2 separate regions of the Zea mays genome follow, and region 1 is linked to region 2. The links are chromatin contacts, called in public Hi-C maps. All regions are on one chromosome and are shown on one strand. The core of a region is the stretch at or near the end of the contact, and the rest is flanking DNA. Distances in the headings are between cores, read along the strand shown.

Region 1 (2,700 bases), core at 98-2,597, 83 kb after region 2:
CCAAAACGCGAAAAAACTTGTCCTAAAGCCAAAAAAACTCGACCCGACCAATACAACGAGAGAGTATGAGCCATAGGTTTTGACCTGCAATAATTTATGGCAGGACACGGGCCATGAGTTTTTACCCAAAACCCAAAAAATCTGTCCTAAAGCCAAAAAAACCCTGATATGACCAATACAATGGGCGAGTACGAGCCATAATTTTTGACCTGCAATAATTTATGGCTGGGCACATGCCATGCTTTTTTTACCCAAAAATCGAAAAAATCAGTCCTAAAGCCAAAAAACCTGACCCAACCCGACATGTCCAACAGAGAGGCACCAACCAACTCGACCCGACACTAGGCACGAATCGAGACACGAGCCATGCTAAACAACCCATGATTCGACCTTAATCTGACCCGACCTTACATTTCAATAGGTCTAAATATGGGGTCTCTTGAGAGGCCTATAGTGGTTAACTAAAAGAAGTATAAGGGACATGATCTATGCGAAGAGCTGGTCTCTGTACAACTCTCTATACATATTATCTCTTAACTACATTTATAATTTAAAGACTCAGAGTTATATCATACGATATCTTAGTTGCCTCTTATATTTAGAAAATTGGTCCGAGAGCTATGAGTTGTATATACCCCAGATAATCCAGAGAATGAAGGAACGAGAAGGGAGACATGAGAGACTTATTACAAATTTCGTGTCATGCGTGTTGTTGGCACTTTTATCACCCCCTTTTCATATGTCAACGCTCACCGACATATTGGCAATACAGAAAACATGTACTACTAGTAAATTACATCGTAGGCGTCCAATTCTACTTTATTTTTATCGTGACGTGTAGTGTACGGTGTGTTACTTATGCTATGGTTGGTTGGTAGAGTCACCCTATGCTTCATAAGATGATGTATCATGAGTTCATCTCATAAATTTTGGTGGAATCAATCCATTCCTCATGTATATACTAATTATTAGCTTATGAGGAATGAGGTGGTGATGAATCAACTTATTTTATTCCACAAACCAAATAAAAAAATAAGGAGTGAGAAGAAGATGTACCACCTCATCTCTCAAACCAAACACATCCTTACTAAACCTATTAATCCACTTCCAAAAAATAAGTGAATCATTTTGTTGTTTTTTCTAATAAACAAAATTACCGTGTTAGGAATATGAAGTTTTCCGGAACAAATTGAATGTTATTTATGGTTAAAACAAAACCATAAGAAAGAGAATGCGCACCGTCTAATAAGGTCGTGTCTAGCAATTCACCTTACACAAAATATTATTTTATACTGTTTTGCATCATATAATGCACAGTGTACATATATTAGTTACCCTTTTATATGGTAATTTGCTGGAAATAGATTAAGAAGGAACATGCTTTTGTGTGGACTGGACCCTGAAGTAGTGAGAGCAGAGCAGGGACAGGGAGACACCTTTCGACGGTCACTCAGAGCTAGCTAGCAAGCGGCCAAAAACTCACACCTCATCCGACCTGGCACGACCACCCCACGGATCGAAAGTGCTACAGACACTAGCACCGTTCAGAAAAAGCTGTAACAAAGAGATCCGTAGGGCAGTGACACCCAGGACAGGGTCGTGGGGTGTTCATCCTTGATTGCCACTGCTAGCTACTGATGAGAGGGCGTCAATCACACAATAAATGTGTTCTTTTCAAGGTCTCTAGGAGACTAATTAAAAAATATAAGAAGCCAGTTTTTCGCGAAGAATTGTCTCTACACGACTCTCTATATATATTATTTTCTGCATCTAGGTTTAGAGTCTCTGAGTTGAATCATATAGTTTTTTAACTGTATCTTATACTTAAAAAATCAGGGTTGTACATACCATCCCTGTGTCTGGATGATCCAAACACGCCGTCCAACGAAGAATGCCCGTGGTGCACAACCGTGAATGAAGGTCAAGATTCAAGAACCAGAAGGTTCTCGGGGTTGTTCGCTTGATTAAAGCCAGTTATTTGGACTTTTGTATCTATAATCTATAGAGACAAAAATATTATAAAAATAATATAGGGACTGTGTTCTACGAGAAAAAAAGGAAAGGAAAACAAGAACTAGTACTACACCAATCTCAAACAAGTCGGTCGTTCTCGGACGTACTCCTACTGATGATGAGACTGAGAGACATGAGGGAGGAGGAAGCGGCCTGCCTGGAACTGACCCACCGTCACCACTGCTGCCCTGCCCACACAGCGATCAATGCTACAAGACACCCTCACTCACCATCCTGGGAATCTGCTGCATTCAATACTCCCTTCCCCAAAACAAGAACTGTCAATGCATGCAGTCCATCCAGCCCTCTCTCTCTCATCAGCCGTCCTGCCCAGCCCAGATCCACCCCATCAACCAGCAGGTCCAGTCCAGCCATCCAACTCCAGCACAGAACGAGAACAGCACCACTGCTGCTGTACTGCTTGCTGTTCGCCTCCCAGCAGTGGAACACCAGCACTTCCCCTTCAGCGTCCAGCCGTCGACCGAGCACACGGCCAGAGCGGTGCCTCGCTTCTGCTTTGGACGCTTGTGATCCAGTAGAGTAACCAGGAAGGAAGCAAATCAACACGGCTGCTAAAAAGAAACCGGCGATTAAACCAGGTGTAAAGTGGTAGTACTAGCCTACTAGGTGTTTTCGAATTCGCAATCTTCTCCTGATCCCCCCCCCCCCCCCCCCCCCCGCAGGCCG
Region 2 (2,829 bases), core at 63-2,562:
CTGCCGCCAGAAATCAAAACCCTAATCCCTAGGGTCTGGCCTGCTTTTATAGACGCCCGAGACCTGTGTCGTTTGAGGTGGTGCGGTTGAACCGGATGGTAGCATCGGGTCAGAGCTTTCATCCAGCTATTGGAACCTCAGGGCTCTAAATATCAATATATATATATCCTTTATAGTGTTTTTTAAATTATTAGTATATACATATTTACAATACCGATCCTTTTGTATAACATAAAAGAACATGAATATAACATGAGATACAGCGGTTAGCAGGGCTCACTCTGCAGAATGATTTAAAGCTTCAGAAGGAGGGAAAAAAAAGGAAAACAATGTAAGCAGGAGTGGAGTTGAAGAATATAGAATCAGTCATTTTTTTTTTTCTTCTTGTTGTCCGTTCGATGTCGGCATCTAGGTTTGGCAATAGATTCGAAGGACCGGATCATCTGACGGAGAAGATCGATAACTCATATGTAGTTAGTTAATTGCGGTGATAGCGCCCCCCCCCCCCCCCCCCCCCCCCCCCCCCGGCAAAACTATGCAGATGGCGAGTCTCATGAACGCACAGTAGCCAGTAATAAACAAACCACATGCAGCAACAAGGCTTTCGTCTTCGCACGTACCATGCAAGTACACATGGCAGCGCAGAGGCTTTCAGCCTGTCACAGACCATGAACCTTGCTTTGCTTTGCTTTCGACACATGGTGCTGACTCCGCTCGAGTCTCGACCCTACGTTGTGCTGCATCAGGAATCTCTCGCCCTGCATCATTTTAGTATCTGTGGGGGTACCATGATGATGCCGTTTCTCTGCATCCTCTTTCTTTACGCCGTACCGTACCTGTTTGTGTTCTCTGACTGGAGATCGACGAGCAACAAACAGCTGCAGCTGCACACAACACATATCGCGTGATTGGTTGGCGGCAGCCTAGCCTCCTGGCTCACGAGGGCCTGCATCGGTTCGAACGCGCGCATCTCACTTTCCCGCTGATGCAGCCGAATGCACGGTGACCTAATCCTGAGCTGCACCCGCGTATACAAATTCGAACCGTGACATGCAGTTTACCAATCAAGTGCTCATCGACGGTCAATGCATCTGGCGGTTCTGGATGTGGCCAACCGAGCAACCAATCAGCCGGATACAAACAGCCCAGCCCAGCCCGGCCTCTGCATGCGTACGTAGTATAGATGATACCTACCAGTAGTAGATCTGTGAACCTGTGGATCCAATCCATGAGCATTTGTACTATGCTATTCAGCTAGCATCCAGCAAGCATATATGCATATAGGTCGGGGTCCATGTCCATCCATCCCCGGCCCCCACGCACTTTTGTCGATCGTGTGTCGTGTCCAATCTAATCCAGGCCTGGCAGCTGGGCCTGGGCCGGCCTGCTGGGCATGCGGCAGCTCAATCAGTCAGTCAGTCGATCGATCGGACTCCTCGTTCGTGGTCCTCCCTGGTCGACTTTTTGTGATCTCGACAGCTTAACAGTCCATGAATGAATGAATGAATGGTCTGGACAGTCATGTCAAGTGACAGTCAGACTACTCACAGAGTGAGATTTGGAGATCCCCTTCTCCTTGTCGTCATCCGTGTGTGTGTGTGAGGCTGTGAGCTGGACCACCCTCCTTTCCCGCTCCCGTTGGGCTTAGCTTGTGCTTGTGCTTGCCATGCCTGCTCTCCGGCTTGATCCATGTCGTTTCGAGCTTGCTTGCGTGGCAGCAGATGCAAGGTGCTACTGCTAGAGTGCTAGCTAGCTAGATTGTTCGTTCGTTATTGTTGTTGTCGTCGTCGTCGTCTCGGATCGAATTTTATGAGCTCTGCTCGGCAGCTTCATCCGACTGCATGCGCTAACTGAATTACCAAAGCACATGTCTCTTTCGGTAGCATGTCTAATACTGATTCTTCCTCTAAATGTATGCATGCGTGCATGCACGTATGTACAAGGGATGGATGAACCCGTGGGGAGAGTGGGGCTCAAGCTCCCCTACCGCTCGTGATTCATAGCCTCTTAAAAAAGCTTCCTCTAAGGGCAACAACTAATATGCAATCAGACCGTATGTGCAAGCGAGTCTCTTAATCCGTTAGATCATGATCTAACTGTAGGTATGATTGTGGTTTGTTAGGTGGTTTTCTATAAATCTACAGCTCGTGGTGGAAAGGTTTAAGTGTTAAATGTGATATATAATTACATCATAATCTAACGAACCAGGAACCTCGCTTGCACGCTTGCATTTATGACATTCATTGTTCATCGATGTTTTAATATAAAACTACTTTAAACTATTACATTTGTCTATTGTAAGCGATTTAGTGAGATTACGGTTTGGTTTAGCTTCTCCTAAATTTTTCTTTGCATCCATCCTTGTATGCATGCGTGCATGCATGAGGCCATTGATTGAAGAGGTGTATGTTAAAAACAAGTATCAACTCATAATACTCCTCTTAATTGAATTGAATCTTCCTTGACATCAATGCATCTCTGGTTGAAATTTCTCAAAAATCCCAAAGGCCCCGTTTGTTTCGTTGGAATTGAATTCCATCTTAATAATTATAATTTAGACAAAACTAATTAAGTTCATATATTTATATATGTAATATATTTGTATATTACCTTAAATCATATGAGAGAGATAGTTATATACTACATTCAGGTTATAACGAAGAAAGTAGAATAGTGTGTTATAAGTTGTACATCAGAAAAATAGCATGTAAATCTATAGAATCAATTTCCATCTCTCAGCCTATGAATTTGAGATAGGCTTATATGATAACTTTGGAAAGTGGTGGAATGTCATATTCTAAAAAAATAGCTTATTCCAATAGTAAGATT

The links. A called contact is a pair of places that touch in the nucleus more often than the background predicts.
Region 1: a contact with region 2 is called in a Hi-C map of seedling, with 6 times the contacts expected there. The contact joins the promoter of LOC100279038 here to the enhancer-like site in region 2. A contact is called at or near these places in 4 of 25 Hi-C or Micro-C datasets (ear, leaf and seedling).

Annotation. Positions count from the first base shown.
Region 1 is chr1:166,457,426-166,460,125 of Zm-B73-REFERENCE-NAM-5.0, forward strand. LOC100279038 (Nucleobase-ascorbate transporter 3) reads left to right here and starts at 1,348. Exons shown (of 15, transcript XM_008663185.4): 1 at 1,348-2,614; 2 at 2,697-2,700.
Region 2 is chr1:166,374,154-166,376,982 of Zm-B73-REFERENCE-NAM-5.0, forward strand. No RefSeq gene overlaps it. Among protein-coding and RNA genes, the nearest start is that of LOC103640494, 3.8 kb to the left of the region's middle. Within about 2 kb of position 1,313, at least 16 of the 20 cell types and tissues checked have an H3K27ac peak or open chromatin away from gene starts, as enhancers often do. A contact at or near this core is called in ear, leaf and seedling, where this site is marked.